Linked DNA regions of Mus musculus: regions 2 and 3 are each linked to region 1. The links are chromatin contacts, called in public HiChIP or PLAC-seq maps. All regions are on one chromosome and are shown on one strand. Each heading gives the region's core, a stretch centred on a gene start, on an enhancer-like site or on the middle of the called end of the contact. The rest is flanking DNA. Distances are from core to core; before and after follow the strand shown.

Region 1 (2,700 bases), core at 12-2,511:
CACACAAACGTGTACATACACCACATAAACAAGTTCACACACACACCCAAAATTTATAGAGAAATGGGGATGGCGTATGGGTAAAGCACTTATCTTACATAGAAGAGGATCTATAATTGATGCCACGGGTTTTATCCAAGGCATCAATCAAAAGGAAAAGTTAAGGAGTCAAGGCAAATGAGTGGTATTGATGTTCTACATCAATCTATAATAAAATTCTGCTCTATGTTACAGAGTTTGGAGTCCACTAGCAGGGTAATTTTACAGTCCCGGTAGTAATGTAAATCTTTTGCCATCATTCTAGGAGGGAGGAAACACAGGTCTTACGTATTCAGACAGAAACGTTTATACAGTTTTAGGTTTTCATACTGATCAGGGAGAAAATAAACCAAGGTGGTCGAAATGTCTAAGTGCTATTTACAAGCTGCGTTTAGCGTTTTTGATCCACTGTTTCTCAAAAATCATCACTTTGCAAAAGTCAAGTGGATAACTGAAGTCGTTCATGCCCAAACTGTCCCTTACTCGGACCCATGATTCTAATGGGAAATGCACTGCTGGTATGATCAAGCAAAAAAATCGAGAAAACCCGGACTCCATGTTACTCGAGAGTCAAGCTACAACCTCACAATCATCTTAGCGCTACAAGACAGCTATGCACCATGCCCTGAGGCTGCATTAGAGCCTGAGAGGACGACAAAAGGCACTAACTAGAGGAGACAGCTTCTCTTTTGTTCCTTGTTTCTGCTTTTTAAGATGCATGAAGAGCATCCACCCTTCGGCCGTCGGGAGTGCAAGACACGCCTGACAAGTGCTGGACACACCAGACAGCGGGGTGAGGACAGGGTCGGGTGTAGGTTTGGGGTTCCGGGACTCGTCCTCTCTAGAAACCGCCCGCCTTCCAGCCTGGCCCCGGGCAGACCGCCAGTGCGCACGCCGGGTGCGGCGGAAGGTCGCGGCCGGCCCAGGGCGGCGACTCCCGCCCTCAGGCGACCAACAGGGTCCGGGCAGCGGAGTCTCCCCTGCCTCGCCTCGCCCTAGGTCGGCGCCCCTCAGCTCCTCCTCCGTGGCCTCGGCCGGCTCCTCAGGCCCGCCGGCCATCCGCCCACCCGGCCCGCGGCAGCGGTCGCCTCACCTACAACCCGAGGGTGGGCCCGTCCCGCTCCACCAAGGCAACGCTGAAGGTCTTCTCGAACCAACGCCGTCTGCGCCTGCGCGACCTCGCTCCCCCGCCGCGCCTGTGCGCCTGCGCGCCCGTCGTCCCCCAGCGCGAGTGCGCGCGGCGCGGCGCCGCGCCTCAGACCAGACGTGCAAGGGGCCCCGCGGCGGGCGCCTAGGCCAACTGTCCGGCTGCGCGTGCGCGGGCGAGTGCGCGGGCGCAGTGGGGGCCCTGCTGGCGGGTGACCGGCGCGGGGTGGTGTGGAAATGGCCGAAAGGCCTTTGAGGACCTTTGCTGGGCCGGGAGGCGCGGCTCTCGCGAGAATGTGCCAAAGCCGTAGCTACTGTCCCCTGAAGGGGCGCGGGCGGGCAGGGCGCCAGCAGAGACCCAGGGCGGGCTCTGCGGACGCGAGCTGCCAGCCAGAGTGTCGCTCCCAGACCCTGCCACCCTCTCTATGGTGGATGACTTGCAGGTCTTTATGGGAACTTCGTCCCAGGTCAACTGTAATTTTAAAATGTGAGTCTTCTCAGTTGGAACGATGAGAGAAAACCCAGGCCCTAGAGGTTAGGCGACTGCGGGCTTCTAGAGCATGCAAGTTAATTCAAGAGAGAGAGAGGATGGAGAGAGAGCTCTTCTTAGAAGAGAAATCAATGTCGCAGGAATTGTGCAAGGAACACACCACTGCTTTAGAGCCACCTTAGTGACAACCGATTCCCCAGCAAACGGTTAAGGAGATCCCGATGGTTCCCAGGACTCACTCACTCCGCGGATTATTTACTGAAGAGGAAAGGACCTTCACAGCCAGAAAATCGCCTTCACCAAGTGACTAAAGCTAACTTCAGGTGCCCTGTCATTCACAGAAAGGGACACAAGTCGATATTCTTATATTCTTGGTTGTGAACCTAGCCTTTAACGGCTGAGCCATCTCTCCAGCCCACGAGTCAGTATTCTTAACAAAGCATGTAATTTGTCTATGGGCGAGAAAGCAAATCCAAATTAAGGGACGTTCTGCGAAGCAACTGCTCAATCTTCAATGTCATGAAAGATGAAGAAAAGGGTTTAAGAACAAAAAGATGTAATGCTAAAGTGTTTTTGTGAGTCTCAGTTGGACTGTGGATAAAACAAAAGGGCTATTGAACACAACCAAGCAACTGAGGAGATTTGAGTAAACTACACTAGTACACTAGTACTAGAGCAACGTAGAATCTGAGGGTACTGTGCCTTGGTTATGTACAAATGGCCTTTTTGGAAATATTTGTTGATGTTTCTACCGCTAACTCTTTTTATTGAAAATAATTTTTCATACACTATATCCCGGTCATGTTTCCCCACCCCCAGCTCCTCCCAGATTCCCCCAACCACCTGACTCCATGCCTTCTTTATTTCTCTCTTTAGAATACAAATAGTCAAACAAACCAGAACTTAAAAAAAGAAAAATAATAAAGAGGAAGTACGAGGAGAGTAGACACATAAACACAGAGTCCATAACATACACACAAAACACAAGTAAAACAAAACAAAAGGCCCAAAGTCAGAATCATTGA
Region 2 (2,700 bases), core at 49-2,548, 160 kb before region 1:
GTGCCTTATCCAAGCACCACCTCATGGTGGCCTGGGCACATCTATTCATTTGCTTACCATGCCCTAGTGCCACCATGTGGTGGCTTCAGCAAGCCTGCTTACACACTTGCCAGGTCACACCACCATTATGTCATCTCCTGGGCATGACAGTTAAATGCCCAGGGGTATCAGATGCTTGCTGTGTCCCAGGGCCACTACATGGCAGCCTGGACATGCCTGTTCACATATGTACCATATCCCAACACCACCACAATGCAGGCTGGTTTCACCTGTGTGCATGCAACTGTGTTCAAGCACTGCCAAGCAGTGGCTTGGGTGTGCCTGCTTGTATGCATGCCGTGTCCCAGCCATGACACATAGCTGCCAGGGCACACCAGTTTGCATGATTTCTGTGTCCTAGTACCAGCATGTGACTGCCTGAGAATACCTACCGATTCACACACCTACTATGTCCCGGGGCTGCCAAGTTATGGTTTGTGCACACTTCTTTGCCTGCTTACCATGTTCCAGGACCTCCATGTGGCAGACTTGGCACACCTTTTCACATGGCTGCTTGGACATGGTAGTTCATATGTATATCATGTTCCAGCACTGCCTGGGCATGCCAGTTCATATGTATGTCATGTTTCAGCACTGCCTGGGCATGCCAGTTCATATGTATGTTATGTTCCAGCACTGCCTGGGCATGCCAGTTCATATGTATGTTATGTTCCAGCACTGCCTGAGCATGCCAGTTCATATGTATGTCATGTTCCAGCACTGCCTGGGCATGCCAGTTCATATGTATGTCATGTTCCAGCACTGCCTGGACATGCCCGTTCACATGCCTGCTATGTTCCAGTGCCAACACATGAGCCCATGCTCACCTGTCTGCACATATATTGTGTCCCAGAGCCTCAAATCACTAGCCAGATCATACCTGCTAGCACACCTACTATGTCTTAGCCTTGCCAGCCAGCAGCCAGGACACATCTGCACCATATCCCAGCACCATTGTGGAGTGGCTTGGACACATGCATTTGCACACCTACCATATGCCAGTGCTGCCAAGTGGTGGCCAGGCATGCCTATTCTCACCTGCCACATCTCTAGGCAGCTGTAGGGTATATACATTCTGTGTCTCTACGCCATTGCGTGACATCCTGAGCTCTCCTGTTCACACACATACCATGTCCCCCGCATTGCTACCTAGTGGTCTGGGCGGCTGCCACATGGTGGCCTATCACATCCCAGGGCTGCCATGTGGCAGACTTGTCAGAGACATTTACTAAATGCCTGCCATGTCCCAGATTTGCCACTTGGTGGAGTATTGCCTGTTTGCCTGCAAACCTGTCCCAGCACCAACACTTAGGAGCCTGGGCATGCCTTTATTTGTCTGGGAACATTGGTTCACACCTGCTGCCGTGCCTGCTATGTTCCAGTGCTACTGCCTCCTAGCCTGAGCACACCTGTTGGCACACTTGCCAAGTCCGACCACCACCACACGACAGCCTGGGCATGCCTGTTTGCATGCTCACCATGTCTGAGCAATGGTACATGTCTGAACATGTCCACATGCTTGCCGTGTCCCAGGACCTCCAAGTGGTGGCCCGGCCACATAGTTCACAGTTCTGCTGTGACCCAGAGCCACCATGTGGTAGCATGATCTCTCCTAGTCTCACATGTATGGTGTCCCAGCAGTGCCCATGGCAACCTGGTTCAACCTCTTTGGACTCAGTCCCTGTCCCACTGACACCAGGAGGCAAGCTTGGTCATGCCTGTTTGCATGCCTTCCATTTCCCAGAGCTGCTATGTGGTAACCTGGGCATGCCTATTCACATGTATTCTATGTCCCAACACCACCCCATGGAGTCCTAGGCCTAGGTATGGTGGAGTTTGTGAAAGAGAGGGAGACTGGACCTGGTGTGGGCTTTTTTTTTTTTTTTTTTGAACCTCAAAGCCCCCAGCCCCAAGGACACACCTCCTCCAACAAGGCCACACCTCCTAATGGTTCCCAAAGGTGTTCACTAATTGGGAACCAAATACTCAAATATATGAGCTTATGAAGGCCTTTTCATTTAAATCACCACATCTAACTATAACAGGGATATATATATATATATATATATATATACATATATATATATATATATAGTGTGTTTGTGTGTGTGTGTGTGTGTGTGTGTGTGTGTGTGTGTGTGTGTGTCTATACATATAACCCTAATTACAACAGATCTAGGGAAGATGTGTATGAGAAAAACTACTACACACAGCTTTCCAGTTATGACAGGGATAGGAAATGCATGTGTGTGCACCAGCATATACAGAACTACCTGATAGAAGAAATACAAGTTCGTGACTCTCCACAAAAACACCTGTCTGTAATAGATCATGGGAATACGTGTGTGTGACTCTGCTACTCCTGTTATGTGACAAGATTGTCCCCAGAGAGATACAACACACCCATCTACTCACCCACTGGGAGTAGATTGGGAGCCCATGACAGACCAACGTACAGATACTGTCAACGTCCAACTTGGTAAACTTATGAGTTGTGTTTGGGTTATTTCCAGGGATATAGGTGAGGGGTTACTTGCAGGAGCAGAAGTGACTCAAAGACAGGGACATCACCAAAGCCCACCCTGGCACGGATGGCATCTCACCAACGCTGAGCTGTCTGCATGATTTGGTCATACCTAGGTCTTTATTTATGCTTCATAA
Region 3 (2,700 bases), core at 69-2,568, 190 kb after region 1:
GATTACTGAGACTGAAACCGAAGCTGAAAAGCCTCCTGGGATGGGAATACAAAGTCAAAAGGCCCCAACATTCCTGAGGGGAGTCCTGGAAACCATACACAGATGAAGACAATTGCTCATTCTTGCAGGGAAGTGTCCAACTGGACGGTCATATGAATCATATTAAAGGGTCAGGCGAGCTCATCCCTGCCCAGAGTTGGTTAGGAAATGCAGGGTGCGAAGTCTGGAATTCACCAGAAGGGGACCAGTCAAGGGGAAGTCAATGCTACCTCATTATTCCTGGTTGGTAATACAAGAGGATAGCAGACCCAAAGAGCAACTATGATCCCAGATAACTGCATGGTGGGTTTTGGTTGTCAGAGACCAGAGGAGCACAGAGCCCAGGTCTGTGCATGGCAAGGTCTAATAGACTTCAATTCCGTATACAAAAGCTGAGCACACAATCTTTAGTGTTTCAGATCCCTTGGGCTTCTCATCAAGTCCCTTTTTAAAGCCATTAACAATCACAACCAGTTTTGATGGCACCTAGTCACCACCTACTGGCATAGAAGAAAATATAAGTTGATGACGTTTCCTGCTCCCAGGCCCAATCCCTCTAAAACAAGACCGAGGGAAGGGATACAGCAGTCAGCCCTGATCTGTACAGAACCCATTCCAAGATCCCAGTGGGAGTTTTGTTTTTTGCATATGTTTTTTTAAGTGCTTTACAATTTCAGTTACAAGTATTGTCCTTACTGAGGCATTCACGTGGGATTTTTGTTCTTATTGGGAACTTTGAATTTCTCATTGAGAGGAAGCATTTTCTTTCAGTCTTCTTATTTTTTCACTGGCCTATCCAACCCCCCCCCGAACCCCCCCCCCCCCGCATTTACTTGTGAAGTAGGGCTACTAAATAAAATAGCGGTTACCTGAGCACAAAGAGACCAGATACTATGGCCATTGTTAAGAGTGGAGACTGGCCGGTCCTTAGTGGCCAGCGAGACCAGGGGCAAGGTGTGATCTGTGTCCAGGGAAAGATGGGGCCTGCCAGGGTGGGATGGCAAGTCAGTGAAAGACTTCATCACGCTGCTCAGAATAATACACAACCTGAAAGGTTGCCCTTTCCTGGGGTTTTCCATTTAATATTTGCAAAGTTGCTAGGGAAAAGGGAGGGCACTGTACTAGAGACATGTGTGAGAAGTGGGCAAAAAAACCCAAATAAACCAACCTGGATCCATGAGTGAAGCCACTTACAGCCAAACCTGATGACTTGAGTCCTCTGGAGTCACATAAAGGAAACAGAGAAGTGACACCCACCCTACCCCCACAGGCTGTCCTTTCATTTCATCATGAAGGCTGTGGTATATAGAACCTGTCTCCCAATAGAGACATACATATGTAGTGTCTAAGAGAAACAGAAACTGAACTTTAAAAAAAAATGTTCAATGGTGTTTTGGCTGTGTGAAGCAGTTGCAGTCTCTGGAACTGGAGTTACAGATGTGAGCTTCCACGTGGGTGCTGGGAATTGAACCCTGATCCTCTGGGAGAACAGCCAGTGCTCTTTACCTCTGAGCCATCTCTCCAGCCCCAAAACTGAGCTCTTAACAAGCACAACACACTTCCAGGTAGTGAACAGACATCTGTTGGGGTGCACCGTGTGAAAGCTGACTCTGTATATACAATTGCTGATCACTGTACCAGCTGAGAGCTGGCCTGACTTTGGTGGTGTTATTCTTAGGCCTCATCATCTGCCTCGGTACTTTGTAAATACCCCTCCTTCCTCACCCATTGATTGGCTTAATAAAGATCTGACAGCCAGTAGCTAGGCAGGAAAGGGAAGGCAGGCTGAGAGAGGGTCTCTGGGAAAAGAATCAGAGGCGGGGATTCACCACCAGATAAGGAAGTGGTTGTAGGTACCGAGAAGGTGGTTGGACAAACTGGGACAGAGAGAGCGGCAAAGAACTAATCACATGGTGTGTCGTGGGCTAGGATAAGGTTAAGTTGAATGAGCTAGATGGGAGATAGCCCAAGCTAAAAGCGTAAGCTATACTAGAAATCAGTAAGTCCCTACGTCATTTAATCTCTGGCAGGTCCAGAAAGTCCTGCTATAGATGTCTAGAAAATTGGTTTAGAGAGTTATCAGTGACTACTCGTATCAACTGGCAGCATTAGACTCCACCTGGTGCTTGGAATGAGACTCACTCTTTATAGGCTCTGTGTTTGGATTCTTGGTCCAGTTGAAAAGGATTAGAAAGTGTGGTCTTATGGGAGTAGGTGTGTCGCTGGGGGGTGAGCCCTGAGGCCCAAAAGCCCATGTCATTCCCACTCTGCTCTCTGCCCCCTACTTGTGGGTCAAGTGGTGAGCTCTCATCATACCTGCCATCTTGCCTTTGCTCCGGCATCACGGACTCTAACCCTGTGGAACTGTAAGCCCAATTAAACACCTTCTTTAATGAGTTGCCTTGGTCGAGGTGTTTTGTCCCAGCAATGGAAAAGTAAGTAAGATGCCCATCTCCCTCAGAAAAACCTCTACAAGAGACACTTGGGAACTGGCAGCTCCACCCTCTGCCCGTGTGGCACACAGGAAAGGACTGGCATGGGCACCTGGGGCTTTAATGGCTTTGCCTTTTACAACCTGGAGAAACCATTAGATTCCTCTAGACCTTAGCTGCCACCAACCTTACAAACAGCACTAAATGACCCATCTCCCAGGGTAGCTGG

What was found. HiChIP or PLAC-seq counts read pairs in DNA pulled down with a chosen protein or histone mark.
Region 2: an H3K27ac HiChIP or PLAC-seq map of embryonic stem cells shows a contact between it and region 1, with 12 read pairs. The contact joins the enhancer-like site here to the promoter of Vdac3 in region 1. A contact is called at or near these places in 3 of 39 promoter capture datasets (embryonic stem cells and macrophages), 1 of 15 datasets of contacts at CTCF or cohesin (the NIH/3T3 cell line), 10 of 484 Hi-C or Micro-C datasets (the 63-12 cell line, bone marrow-derived macrophages, brown adipocytes and 4 more), 41 of 115 datasets of contacts at active chromatin or transcription factors (the 230-238 cell line, DN3 thymocytes, the HPC-7 cell line and 26 more) and 4 of 9 other capture datasets (adipose tissue, liver, macrophages and 1 more).
Region 3: a contact with region 1 is called in a CTCF HiChIP or PLAC-seq map of the NIH/3T3 cell line, with 12 read pairs. The contact joins the enhancer-like site here to the promoter of Vdac3 in region 1. A contact is called at or near these places in 2 of 39 promoter capture datasets (the 3T3-L1 cell line and macrophages), 2 of 15 datasets of contacts at CTCF or cohesin (the NIH/3T3 cell line and pro-B cells), 6 of 484 Hi-C or Micro-C datasets (CD8 T cells, the HPC-5 cell line, cortical neurons and 3 more), 6 of 115 datasets of contacts at active chromatin or transcription factors (the 230-238 cell line, the NIH/3T3 cell line, bone marrow-derived macrophages and 3 more) and 2 of 9 other capture datasets (liver and macrophages).

The regions. Positions count from the first base shown.
Region 1 is chr8:22,592,552-22,595,251 of GRCm38.p6, forward strand. Vdac3 (voltage-dependent anion channel 3) reads right to left here and starts at 1,262. Exons shown (of 9, transcript NM_011696.2): 1 at 1,133-1,262.
Region 2 is chr8:22,433,318-22,436,017 of GRCm38.p6, forward strand. No RefSeq gene overlaps it. Among named protein-coding and RNA genes, the nearest start is that of Gm39140, 20 kb to the right of the region's middle. Within about 2 kb of position 1,299, at least 148 of the 459 cell types and tissues checked have an H3K27ac peak or open chromatin away from gene starts, as enhancers often do. A contact at or near this core is called in the 63-12 cell line, DN3 thymocytes, the HPC-7 cell line and 11 more, where this site is marked.
Region 3 is chr8:22,784,568-22,787,267 of GRCm38.p6, forward strand. No RefSeq gene overlaps it. Among named protein-coding and RNA genes, the nearest start is that of Ap3m2, 20 kb to the right of the region's middle. Within about 2 kb of position 1,319, at least 95 of the 459 cell types and tissues checked have an H3K27ac peak or open chromatin away from gene starts, as enhancers often do. A contact at or near this core is called in CD8 T cells, the NIH/3T3 cell line, effector CD8 T cells and 2 more, where this site is marked.